Regions from separate parts of the Pan troglodytes genome. Here region 2 is linked to region 1. Evidence: chromatin contacts called from public Hi-C data. All regions are on one chromosome and are shown on one strand. Each heading gives the region's core, a stretch centred on a gene start, on an enhancer-like site or on the middle of the called end of the contact. The rest is flanking DNA. Distances are from core to core; before and after follow the strand shown. Region 1 has its middle 35 kb from the start of LINC03042. Region 2 has its middle 14 kb from the start of TACC1.

The links. Hi-C and Micro-C count contacts between places; a contact is called where the count stands out from the background.
Region 2: a Hi-C map of induced pluripotent stem cells shows a contact between it and region 1, with 2.7 times the contacts expected there. The contact joins two enhancer-like sites. A contact is called at or near these places in 2 of 7 Hi-C or Micro-C datasets (both in induced pluripotent stem cells).

The regions. Positions count from the first base shown.
Region 1 is chr7:46,961,803-46,968,617 of NHGRI_mPanTro3-v2.0_pri, forward strand. No RefSeq gene overlaps it. Among named protein-coding and RNA genes, the nearest start is that of LINC03042, 35 kb to the left of the region's middle. Within about 2 kb of position 3,754, at least 5 of the 24 cell types and tissues checked have an H3K27ac peak or open chromatin away from gene starts, as enhancers often do. A contact at or near this core is called in induced pluripotent stem cells, where this site is marked.
Region 2 is chr7:47,109,511-47,116,325 of NHGRI_mPanTro3-v2.0_pri, forward strand. No RefSeq gene overlaps it. Among named protein-coding and RNA genes, the nearest start is that of TACC1, 14 kb to the right of the region's middle. Within about 2 kb of position 2,376, at least 5 of the 24 cell types and tissues checked have an H3K27ac peak or open chromatin away from gene starts, as enhancers often do. A contact at or near this core is called in induced pluripotent stem cells, where this site is marked.

The DNA.
Region 1 (6,815 bases), core at 2,504-5,003:
GATTTTTCTAAACTTCACTGTGGCTGTGCCATCCCCTGCTCGGAGCCCTCCAGCAGTTTCCGCAGCCTTCAGGACTATGTCCAAGAGGCTCAGGGGGACTCTGCTGAGAGCTGCTAGAATTTGGTCCCAGCTCACAGCTCTTCATCTTCTGCTGCCTCCAATTCTTGCACTAGATTCCTGCTTTTCTCCATCAGAATGTGCTGTCAAACTTGCCTCTGGATCTCTGCACAAGACCCTCCTGTTGCCAGGACACCCCTCCTTCCCAATGTGTGTGGTGTGAGTGCATGCACTAGTACACATGCATGGTATCATACACATCCTGTCTAAAGCCCATGTGTGCATACATGTGTCCTATCTAAAGCCTATGCATGGATACATATGTCCTGTCTAAAGCCTATGCATGCATACATGTGTCCTATCTAAAGCCTCTGCATGTATACACGCACACACCCACATTCTAACTAAAACCCATGCATGTATACACGTACATCCATGTGTCCTAGCTAAAGCCTATGCGTGCATACATGTGCACACACACATCTTATCTGAAGTCCATGCATGGTTTGATGCTCTTCAAGGATTGCCAGTTTTTCAGGAAGAATTTCCTCATAGATCTCCCCCATCCCACCTTACACACACATTCAATTTGGTTGTTCCTTGGCCTCTCTATAGTTTTTGCTGCTGTTGTCTACTTCCTCTTTCTTGAGAACTCTCACCTGTGTTATTTTGTATTGGATTGCCTCCCTCATGTCCAGTATTTCTGTCTTTTGGTAATAAGGTAACTCCTGTACCCTGCTTTTACTTGAGGAATCTACCCCTCTGTCTATGTGCTTTGTGGAAAATCAACTCTATCCTAAGCTCCAAGTCTGGGGAAAATGGATTTGGCATAAGCAATAAAAGCCATAGAAATTGGTTCAGAGGTGAAGATGTTACCAAATTCAAGACAATCAGTTTGGGAAAAAAATTTATTTGCAGTTTCTAGGTAAGATGTTTCTTTGATGTACTGAGAGGTCTCTGGGTATGATGGCCTGTTCCCTCTGGATTTGGAGGGGGAAGTAAGAAACCTGGGTGTTTTGGCCGCTGGCATTATAATAAAGCTAATCCTGCAGAAGGCAGAGCTGAAGGACAGAGAGAAACTGGATCCTTGATGCCATTGGTAGAGCGGTTGAATCAAATTGAACCTGAAGCCAGATCTGGCCCTGTGTTTCCAGTCACATGTCCCTGTAAATCACTTTTACTATTTAGGTCAGTTTGAATTGGCTTTGTTGTTACATGCGGAAAAGTCCTAATGCACTCCCTCTTTTTCTGCCCTGATTTTTTCTTCTCTCTCTTATTGTTCCTTTCCCCTTCCCTTTCTGTTATATGAGGGTGTGCCTCTGTGACTTATCCTCATTGTCATTTACAAACTGAATGACCTCATTTATGACTGCAGTTTGCCATTGTCTTCCAAATCTGTAATGTTCAAGGTCTAGGCAGGAATACCTAACAGTTTTTTTTTTCTTCTCTTCTCTTCTTTCTTTTCCTTTCTTTTCTTTTCTTTCTTTCTCTCTTTCTTTCTTTCTTTCTTTCTTTTTTTTTTAGACAGGGTCTCACTTTGTCACTCAGGCTGGAGTACAGTGTTGTGATCATGGTTCACTGCAGCCTCAATCTCCTGTCCCACTTCAGCCTTCTGAGTAGCTGGTACCACAGGCGTGGGCCATTATGTCTAGCTAATTTTTTATTTTTTGTATAAGTGGGGTTTCACCATGTTGCCCAGGGTGGTCTCAAACTCCTGGGCTCAAGCAATCCTCCCACCTCTGCCTCCCAAAGTACTGGGATTACAGGGGTGAACCACCATGCCCAGCCCTCTAACAGCTTTCTAGCATCTCTTATTCGTCCCACAAAAAACCCCAAGAAACTCAGCAAGTTCAAAATTGAACAGTTTTATTACTCCCCGGGAACCTGCTCCTTGTCTTCCCTTCTCTGCCTTTGTGAACAGCTCGGCTGTCCTTCCTGCTGCTGGAGCCAGGTGCTGGGCATCATCCTCCTTCTTGCATGCCTTCCACACTGTCACCCCATCCTGTTGATGCCCCTTCCTGAACCCATCAGATCGGCCCCTCTGTCCCATCCCCACCTTCACTGCTTTGGTTCAGGTGCCCATCACCTCTCACTAGACAACGGCAGGTCCTCCAACATGGCGTCCTCCAGTCGCCCCCCCTCACCGAGGCCAGGCATTTTCCAACACGTACATCTGACCACTCACGGCCCCTGCCTGAAGCCCTTTGGTGGGTTCCCCTTTTCTTTCTGAGCTCCAGCTTCCAGAATCATGGCTGTGCCAGTTCTTCTAATCTTCTGGAAGGTTCTAGGTGTTGCTTCCAGGCCTTTGCCTTGCTGTCTCTCCTGTGTTTAGCCTTGCCCTCCTCCTCCCCATTCCCCTTTCTCCAGGTGAGCTCTTCCTGTCTCGAGGCCGGCGTGCTCCTCCTGTGTCCAAGAAGACTTCCATGCCGACTCCTCTCCTGGTTTACCCTGTGTTAGGTTTTGAGGCTGTGAGCTTTTTGAGGGTAAGGACAGAGACCCCCAGCCTCCCCCACGATGTCCCACCCTCAAAGTGCCAACTCTACCGCCTGCCACTGCAGCTGTGAGCTCAGGGAGGATAATGTGGCCCTTACCTCCGTACCTCAGTCCACAGCTCAGCACTTGGCCCGTAGGAAGTGCTCACTAGACAGTCAGCGAAGTGAATGAAAGGACAAATGAAGGAATGAGTGGACTGGAGCTCGGGCCTGGGTGCTTCCCCCGGGAGCCCACTCCCTGCAGTGGCGACCTTGTCTGTGAGGGCAGCAGCCGGAGCTGAGCCTCCCCTGTAGGGAGAACACTGTAAAGTATCTAAGGCCTTCCTGGGGTGCTCCCCCATGCCTAGGGTCACTGCAGGTGACGATTCCAAGGAGTGACTCTCCTCTCCAGGTTGAGACGGGAGGGAGCGGCAGTGAGGACCCTGGAGGTCACCCCGGTAGCAGCTGCAGGTGTGAAGAGGAACCAGGAGTTATTGTCCTCACTACCAGGTTCACTAGGGGGAATTCTGGGGCAGTGAAGACCACTTTGATCCCTAGAATTCCCAGGAAAATGCTTTTTGCTGCCTTTGGGGCAGATACAGGGAAACTTCTAGGCTATTAGGGGTGCCAGGAAGGGGAGCAGAGACAGGCGCTTTAGAAGGAAAGAAGCTCTGTTTGTCCTCTCTGCCCCTCCCCTATTCAAGGGCCTGGCGCCGCCTCCCTCATGAGGCCTTCCCTGACCACCAGCTGCCCCCCACCAGCCCCCCACCGGCCCCCACCGCCTCACCCCGCCACCGTCACTCCCTTTGGTTTGGGGGAGTGGGCCACTCCCTTTCTCTTTTAGGCAGGTCTGGAGGCCTGCGTGCTTGAGGCTTCCACATGCTTATGGGTTCAAAGCGGGAATGTAGGCGTGGGGGAGCCTGGCTCTGATCAGCTGATCCCAGGGCAGCCACGGCTGGCAAGAGGGCACCAGTTTTGAATTATGAGTTCTGAATGATGATGGAAACGACTGATAATAACAACCACATGATGGGGACTCACTGTGATGCCTTAATCCTCTCTCCAGCAGGCCATCTTAATGAGGTTGCGTTCTGTGGGGCAGGCGGGATTTTCAATGAGTGTCTGAGAGCCCCCACCTCCAGCTCCTCCTCCCACTCCTGCAGTCGGACGTGGCAGGAGACTTCTCAGCATGGCCTCAGCCTCAGCCTCAGCCTCAGCGGCAGGGTACTCAGAGGGCCTGGGGGAGGGGAGGCAGGAGGCAGAGCTCTGACACTCCGCAGTAGTACCACCCTTCCCTGTGCTCCCACCCATCGTGCAGGGGAGGCCTTGCTTTCTGGTCACCAGGGAAGCGAGGAGGCATCGGCCCAGGACAGTAGAGAACTGGGGCAGGAAGGAGCCTGGGAGAAGCAGAAGTCAATAATCAGCAGATCAGGAGCCATGTGGAGCAGCCTCCGTCTGCCCGGCAGCCCAGATGTAGCTTCAGTGACCGCCCAGGGCCTCTCTCCACTCCGGTGGCTGCTGTGCTCCTGCCCAGGGCCCACGGGTGCAGCAGCTGTGTGTCATCCCTGCCCTTCCTCCTCCTCCCTCCCTGTCTCCCTCCTCCCTGCCTCCTTCCTGCCTTCACCATCTCTAAGCACCTACCTTTATCTCCAAGGAAGAAAGCTCATAGAATGACTATTTCCAGGGACATTTGAATTTTATGAGTGCTTCTCAAGCCCCAAAGGCAAAGGGAATGAAATCATATTCGTGGAATCTGACAGGCTGTTTTGGAGGGGACTAGAAGACAGGAGGGCCTCCTAGGCTCCACTCTGAATAGACACGCCTAGATCATCCCTCCCTCCCTCCTTCCTCGTTTCTCTTCCAGGGGTTTCCCTGGGCTAGGCCCTGGGCTTGACACTGGGATGCAAAGGGACTGAGTCCTGGCCTGAAGGAAGGCCTCGCTCCTGCCAACCCTGCAGAAAGTGCTGCTTTTCCCAGAGGAGAGAGCAGGGCTCCTGCTGGAGATGGCGTTGGGAGTGAATTCTCTACTCTCTCATGGTCTGTCTGATGAGCTCCCTCTGGAGTCGGTTCAGCCCTGGTGAACCGGGGGTTCCCAGTCCCAGTTTCCTTAGAGTCAGCTTTGTCAGGGCTCTGGCGACTGTGGAAGGATTTGTGGCTAGAGGCTGACCCAGGGCCTGGTGGACTGACCGAACCAGGGCCTGGTTTAAGTGTGGTCAGGCTCCTGTGCACGCTCAGAGCTGGGGACAGGGGGACCTCTGATGTCCTCCCTAAGACACAGTGAGCCCCAGAACCTCTCAGCTCTGTGCTCCCCTGGCTTCGGTGACTTGGAAAAGGCTGGTGAGGGGTAAAAAACAGAGAGTTTGGTCTGGCCCCAGGCAGGTTCCCTGAGCAGCTGCAGGCTGTGGCCTCTTGTTCTCTGTGGGCCTGAATGCAGCCGGTGAAGTGAGCCCTCAATCCCAGGACAGCTCTGCCAGCGCTCACCAGCCCCTGCACACAGTCCCACAAGGAGATTCTGCTCTGTCCTCATCCTGTCTCTGAAGACCCTTCCTCTCTGTGGCCCACAGGACTGGCTACATAATTTGCTAAGCCCAGTACAAAATGAAAACGCAAGATTCCTCCTTAAAAAATTAAGAATCTCAAGATAGCAACAGCAGAACATTAAACCAAGTGTGGGGCCCTTCTGAGTGCCACAGAGCTAGCTCTGGCTGCCCAATATTTACTTCTCAAAGGGGGACTGTGGAAACATCACGGGAACAACTCTAAATGGGAATTCTCAGGCCCTGGTGACAGGCGGCAGAGGAGTTAGGCCCACCTGATACTCTCAAATTGCACCCTGGGGACTAGGGACCACCCACACCAATTCCCACCGTAAAAGGTAGCTTCTTTTGCTTTTCCTCTTTCCTGTATTCTGCTGTGGGTATTATTCCTGTATTTCATGTCAGGGGTACAAGGAAGGAGGGTGTGTGTATGTGTGTGTGTGTGTGTTGGAGAGAGAGGAGCAGGTGGAGGAGGAGGGATGGGATGGAGTTTGGTTTTCTATTAACCTCTGTCCCACTGCTGTTCCTTCGGGGTGTGTTGTGTGCAGTTCTTGTTGTTCCGGTGACCCACGGCTCCAGGTACAGTCTCTTTCCTGCTTTCTTCTCTCCACAGTGGACCCTGCTCATCCTCCCAGCTGCTTGGAAGGGAAGATAAACACTGCAGAGTGCAGGAGCGCTCATGCTGAGAGCAGAGAGAGAGGTTTAATGGGCTTGTTATCAGGCACCTGCTGAGCAGTCCTTCTCCCAAGAAGACAGGACTCAGAGATAAATGACCTGGCCCGAGCAGCCTCCTGGTGAGAAGAGAAATGCCTGGAACAGGAAGTGGTGAATCCATAGACCAGGCAGGTCATAGGGGCAGGCAAAGATTTGCGGGGAGAAAAGCAGCCCTCCTTCTGCACAGTTGTCAACCATCCAAGGTACCAATCAATCTAGAAATATTTGCTGCAGGTCTTCTGGGCTCCCAGTGTTGTAGAGAATGCAGAGAGGTACCCATCTGGTCCCTGCCTCCAATGAGCTCACCATCTAGTTGGGAGACCCGACCAGCCTCACCTCCTTGAGGATTGGGGCTGCGAGCTGTTCACCTGGCAGGGCCTGGCCCATGGAGGAGACTGAAGAAAAACTGATCAACTGAATGAATTAAACTGAAACACTGGTAGCAAGGAGTAGAAACAATGACCTCTTCAGAGTTCAGACAAGGAGATTCAGAATGACAAAAGAGAGCATTCAGCTGATTGAAGGTGGGACACTGCAAAAAAAAAAAAAAAAAAAAAAAAAAAGCCAGGCATGGTGGTGGGCGCCTATAATCCCAGCTAGTTGGGAGGCTGAGGCACGAGAATTGCTTGAACCCCAGAGGTGGAGGTTGCAGTGAGCCGAGAGCCAAGATCATGCCATTGCACTCCAGCCTGGGAGACAGAGTGAGACCTTGTTTCAAAACAAACAAACAAAAAAGAGGCCAGGCATGGTGGCTAACACCTGTAATCCTAGCACTTTGGGAGGCCAAGGTGGGCAGATGACTTGAGGTCAGGAGTTCGAGACCATCCTAGCCAACATGGTGAAACTCTGTCTCTCCCCCAAAATACAACAAACAAACAAACAAACAAAAAACCTGGAGGTGGTGGCATGTGCCTGTAATCCCAGCTACTCAGGAGGCTGAGGCATGAGCATTGCTTGAACCTAGGAGCCAGAGGTTGCAGTGAGCCGAGATCATGCCACTGCACCCCAGCCTGGGTGACAGAGTGAGACCTTGTCT
Region 2 (6,815 bases), core at 1,126-3,625, 150 kb after region 1:
GAGACCCTAAAAAGGGTAAGTTGTGCTTCCTACTTTAGAGGAATTTATGACCTTATGGTGGTACAAGACATAGAAGAAAAGTTAAATAACAATGTGCAGTATTATTTAATGAAGCACCATAGCTTTACATATATGTTCAGGCTTGGGTTTACCGAAGGCCAGAATGGTCATGTGGCCTTATCGTATGATCTCAGCCCACATGTCGTTAGTCTTGTGAGTTAGACTAGGGTGCAACTTCACGGATGGCAGGACCACATCTTTCTTGGCTTCTTTCGTATAAACTACAGTACTGAACACACAGCCCAGGCGCATAGCAGAGGCTTCTACCGATTGATTCACTTACTGTCCAGGACAACTGGCTGGGTCAGTTCTCAGCACATGGCTTCTCTGGGAGATAGGAAGCTTTACTGAGCCTCTCCTCACTCCAGCATAACGTGGATCTAGTCTTACCATGTAAGTGTCCACGTTGTTGAAAAGTGATAGGCTTGCAATGGTTGGATTCCTGCTGGGTCTGCTTAGGGAGGTGATGGAGAATCTTGCAGCAGCTGATAAAACAGAGAAGCCTGGGCACCTGGGCAGGAGATTTTTCTACAGTGGTGGAGCAGCAATGGCCACTTCCGGCAAGTGGTTCTATTCCAAGATCCCAGGGCTCAGAGAGCAGGAATGTTTCCAGGAAGATGGGCCATTGCTTAAACAGAAGCTGGAGATTAACCACGTTTACACACTGGGTTAAAATATCTAACTCTTTGGTCCAATCACAGGGGTGTCAGCTGTTGGAAAACAACCTAGTCCTAACGACCACCTCTAGTTCAGGAGCATTGAGGTCAGAGCTCTGCCATCACCCTGCTGTTTTGCATCATGCATAACACCTGCCTTCTCTCAGGCCTCCTTGAAAATGCTCCCCACTATCCGCAGCTGAACCCCTAGTATAGAGACATGACCCTGGCCACTTCCAGAATGGATTTACAGCGTAGCCACAATAAAATAAGGTGGACTAGTCCAGGTGTGGTGGCTTACGCCTATAATCCCAGCACTTTGGGAGGCTGAGGTGGGTGGATCACCTGAGGTCAAGAGTTCGAGACCAGCCTGACCAACATGGTGAAACCCCATCTCTGCTAAAAATGCAAAAATTAGCCAGGCATGGTGGTGGGTGCCTGTAGTCCCAGCTACTTGGGAGGCTGAGGCAGGAGAATCGCTTGAACCCAGAAGGCAGAGGTTGCAGTGAGCTGAGATGGTGTTGCGTACTCCAGCCTGGGCAACAAGAGCGAAACTCATTCTTAAATAAATAAATAAATAAAATAAGATGGACTAGAGGAACTAGGATTGGAGAGGGAACTACTTTTAAATCATAATATTCTACATGTGGTATACCCTGCTTTTTTTTTTTTTTTTTTAAGAGACCCAGTCTTGCTCTGTCACCCAGGCTGGAGTGCAGTGGCATGATCTTGGCTCACTGCAGCCTTGATCTCCTGGGCTCAAGAGAGCCTCCCGCCTCAGCCCCACAAGTAGCTGGAACTATAGGCATGCACCACCATACCTGGCTATTTTTTTTTTTTTTTTTTTAGAGATGTGGTTCCACCTTGTTGCCCAGGCTGGTCTCAAACTCCTGAGCTCAGGCAATCCTCCCGCCTCCACCTCCCCAAGTGCTGGGATTACAGGAGTGAGCCACCATGCCTGGACTACCCTGCCTTCTTTAGGTGGTCTTAGAAACTAAAAATATGTTTCTCACTTTTCTGACCTCAAATTAGTTTGAACCTCCTCCTACATCCTTTTTTATTTAACTCCCCGTTTGTACAATCTGACCCTCTTCATGAAATGAGACACCGAGAGGCTGATTATCTCTTTCTCTCCTCTCTCTCTGCTTTAGGAGGCATGCTTTCTCTTTAAGCCCGACATCAAAGCAGTAGCTATGACGTCCTCCGAATTCTCTGTGATGCTGTTTTCAGGAAGGCCTCCTGGGTAGGGTGGAGCCGGGCCTAACTTATCGTGGTGATGATTCCTGCTCTGGAGGGGCATCGCTGGGTCAGGATACCTGGGCATGTAAGCCATAGGCACTGGTGGTGGCTGGGAAGGGCAGCAAGTTCCCTAGACATGGGACTTTCGGGGCCGAGATGGCTCAAGAACACTGTGGGGGGTCCTGTCTGAATGTGAGAGTCCAGAGTGTCACCAGAGCAGCCAGGTGTGGGCTGCAGCACCGGGGCAATTGTGTTCATTCCTCATCGTGGGGCCTCTCATCCCACCCCAGGACAGGATAAAAGAGTGTCATGGAAGTTTTGCAACTTGGCTGGATGATTTGCTCACCGCATGTGGGCCACATTGTCCTGCCCCTCCTGGCAGATCTTTGGCTCTGGAAGTGGTGTGGCACTCACTCCCCATCGCTGGCTCACTGCAGGCCTTCCCTCCTGGCAGCTCTGCTCTGGGGCCTGCCTGCCCAGGCCTGATTAATGCAGCCCAGTTTCCTCCAAAGATGCCTTGGAGGTGGAGGTGGGGGGGCGCTCAGTGAAGTCATTCTCACAGCCTAATTGACTGATCATTTTTATTTCTCCTTTGCTGTGGACTTCCTGTTTATTGCTCCTTCCAGCTTATGTGAAGCCATTTGCAGCCACATGATGTTTTAAGATTCTCTTTATTCAGGGATAGTCAAGAGACAAAACTGGAGTCTGCCTGGAAAAACAAAAGAGGCAATAGTTCCAGAGCATTCAGGCTCTGATTCCTCCGTTGCGGGGGTGGCTGCCGACTGCTTTGCCCTGCGATGTGATGATTGCCAGTTATTAAGCCTGTCTGGTGGAGGGGGGAAGCCAAGTGAGGAAAACAACAATAAAAGGAAATAAATGGTTCTGAGGGACTGAGAACCGTGCAGACCAGAAAACACACACATACACACCAAAAGAAAACAAAACAAAAAAGCTCCTGCACTCTGTTTAGAGTTCATAGCCAGGAGGATAAACACCACTTAATTTGCAAACAATTACCATTTGGAGATGATAAAAAAAATTAAATATCACTGGAAGAAAAGTTTACACAGAAATTGCCAGATCATGTGCTGGGAACATTTGTGAATTCCTCCCCAGCCGCCTCCTGGACAACAGTTCACGGCTAGACTCCACGGCATCTATTCCATGGCTGGTTTGGTTTAGTGGCTCTCAAACCAGGCCAATGTTGTTACCTTCTCCTTCTACCTCCCCCAAACATTTGGCAATGTTTGTAGACATTTTCTGTTGTCACAACTGAGACGGGGAGTGAGGACTGCTAGCAATTTGGTGTAGAGGCCAGGGATTCTGGACAGCCCCTCACAATGCACAGGACAGCCCCCCACAGTAACAAAAATTTCCAGTCCAAAATGTCAGGAGTGCCCAAATTGAGCAAGACTGGTAGGAAGGTATCCAAGGGCAGAAAGGAAAACACAGAGTTGAACTGGGCTTGAGTTCTAGCTTTCTCCTTGGAAGAAGTCGTGGTAAAGGCAGGAGGTCCACCCAGGAAGTTCCAGACTTCCTGGAAACACACTAGGCCAGTAAGGTCTATGGAACTGTATTCTTGTCTTGGTATGATCAGGATGTCTCCGTCTTCTAAAATCTAGGTGAAGTTGGCTGGGTGCAGTGGCTCACGCCGGTAATCCCAGCACTTTGGGAGGCTGAGCCAGGCGGATCACGAGGTCAGGAGATCGAGACCATCCTGGCTAATATGGTGAAACCCCGCCTCTACTAAAAATACAAAAAATTAGCTGGGCATGGTGGCACACACCTGTAGTCCCAGCTACTTGAGAGGCTGAGGCAGGAGAATCACTTGAACCCTGGAGGCGGAGGTTGCAGTGAGCTGAGATTGTGCCACGGCACTCCAGCCTGGGCAACAGAGCGAGATTCCATCTCAAAAAACAAAACAAAACAAACAAAAACAAAAAACTAGGTGAAGACGTGGACACCCATCACTAACCAGCTAGTGGTCCAAATGCGTCCGATGTCCATGTGTGTGCAGCCACTGCCCTCTAGGGGCAGAATTGTGTGCGGCCGCTCACCACGGGTGTGTGTTTTGAGGCTGCACCATAAACCCTCAAGGCTCCTTCTTCACTCTAGGGGTCTAGGGGAAAGAGTCCTAATTGTATGGTTAGCTTTAGCTCTACCATTTGCTCACAGTGGCAAACCTCGTAACTTCTCTGAGCCCCAGGCGTGCCCTTTGTTCTTCACAGGTCATGGGAATCTCACGAAAGCATGGATGAGGAGACACTGTGTATTAAACCATCGCACAAATAAATGTCCATTGCTGAGGCACCTCTGGAATCTGATGGTCAGAGATGTCCAATCATTAACAAATAGGCATTGAGGGCTTATGCACATGACGAGGTCCATGGTGGGCAGAGAAAGGTGTGATTTCAGATGGTGTAAATTGCTATGAAAAGATCATACGGGACAAGGGGACACAGAATGGTTGGGGTGGTGCAGTATGGATGCCACATCAGTTATTCAGGGTGGCCAGAGAAGGCCTTTCTATAAGGAGGTACCCAGGAGGCATGAAAGAAGGAACTACCCTTGGAACAGGGCAATAGGGGCCCCTGTCCTGGGCCTGGGGATTTGGAGGACCCCAACCACTCTGATTATTTAACACGGTTCAGACTCCAGGGAAACGCTTCTCCACCACCTCGTCCTAATGCCGTCAAGGTTGTGGGTGGTGCCGGAGAGAATTTGTGTGGCGAAAGTGCTTAGGTGAGAGAAAGGACAAATTAACTAATTTGTTCAAACCTTTCTCAAAACAGCATCAGAGCACTAGATTATTGCATAAAGAAGAATTGTTTCCCAGAGTTCTGAGAATCTGTCTTTTTCTTCTCTTTGTGTTCTGGAGATGCTCATGGATTAAAGAGGTATTTAGGATGTTTACACATGATGGATGAGGAACATTTGCAATGTCAAGTAATTCGCATTTCTCTTAAATGTGTATGTATGTTGGTTTAGATGTAAGATGCTCAAAGCATACCAATTATTTACCTTGACAGCACTGAACACCAAAATTGAGACACGTTTTCTCTTTTGTTTGTTTTGAGACAGGGTCTCCTTATGTTGCCCATGCTGGAGTGCAATGGCACAATCATGACTCACTGCAGCCTTGACCTCCTGGGCTCCAGTAATCCTCCTGCCTCAGCCTCCCCAGTAGCTGGGACCACAGGCATGCGCCACCACACCTAGTTACTTTTTAATTTTTTTGTGGAGACAGAGTCTCACTATGTTGCCCAGGCTGGTCTCAAACTTTTGGGCTCAAGTGATCCTCCTGCCTCGGCTTCCCAAAGTGCTAGGATTACAGGTGTGAGTCACCATGCTCAGCCTGAGAATTTTTTTAAATAGTAAGAATATCTAATATAATTTAGCTAGATTTTCCAAAAGAATTTTTCAGCTTTATTTAAATAATTGTAATTTAAACTTTTCATATTCACTAATTAGAACACATATTTGTTTAATTATAAATAATGTTGAATACCTGAGAAAAATAACTTTTTTGAAATGATATATGAAAACTATTTTAATTTTCAAATATTTACTTTCAGTTATATTTTAATGATAATATATTTTAATTTTTTACACTTTGAGGACAATAACATTTTAAAAAATATTTTATATCATTCATCTCAATATAACACAATTATTTGAAAATGATTATATTAGTGATTACATCGAAATGAAACAAAAAAATAAACTTTGTGGAATAAACATATAAGTCATAGATAATACATATGTCTCTATTTTTATTACTCATTCAAATATCACCAACCAGTCAACAGAACAGTTAAATATGCACAGTAATAAATTTAATTTTCTTTTGTATTTTGCTAACTTGCAGTCATCAAAACCATGTGTTTACACATATTTTTCAATTTTGTCATTATGAAGGCATTTGACATGTTAAGAGGCTGGAACATGTTTTATGTGATAGGTTTTAGAGTGATCTATAACTTTTAAATACTTGGAGATATGGTTTATGGGTTTCCATTCCAGCCCTTGTTCCTGGACCCCACTAGTGTTAGAGGTTGGGGTGTGTATGAAGATCTGGAGAAAAAGGTAATAACACGTTCTAAGCCATGAAAGAGCAAAATGCTTGGCCTGTGTGAGGGACAGAAAGGCCAGAGTGCCTGGGCCTTGGACAGAGGTTGAGAGGTAAGCAGGGGCCGTGCCAATGTGGTAAGGAGTTTGGATCTCACTGGACTAGCAATGGAAACTGATTGGAGGGTTTTCAACGGGAGATGATGGTCCTGTCTGCTCTCTAGAGAATGGTCTTTAGGGGAACAAGAGTAGATGCAAGAGAACAAGGGAGGGGGCTGTTGCATTCGCTCTGACATGATGACATGACTTTCACCTGAGTTTTAGCAGTGGCGGTGATGATATGCGGGCAGATAGGGGACATATTTGAAGGAAGAGAGGATTGAATTTGCTGACAGACTGCGTGTGAGAGGCGGGGAAAGGAGACAATGGTTTCCAGGTCTTCGGTGTGTGCAACTGAGTGGATGGTGGAGGGAACCCTAGAGAGAGAAGTGGGGAAGTACAGAATACCTTGTATTTGGAACGCAAGTCCTGCTTTTGTAGAAGTACATGTGTTACTAATAATGGCTAGAGGAGAAACTAACACGGTAGGATCAATTTCACTTAAGTATCTTCCTCTCTCCCTATCAACAGCCTGCAGCGTCACTGGGGCTGATTACCCAGGTGCCACTAAGAGCCTGTCTCATCCCAGTTGCCTGTCAACAATCCCTGCAAGGTTTTGATGGGATAACTGAAGTATTACTTGCTAAATCCTTTCTAGCTTGAAATCCTAGGATTTTAAGGTAATGAAATGGG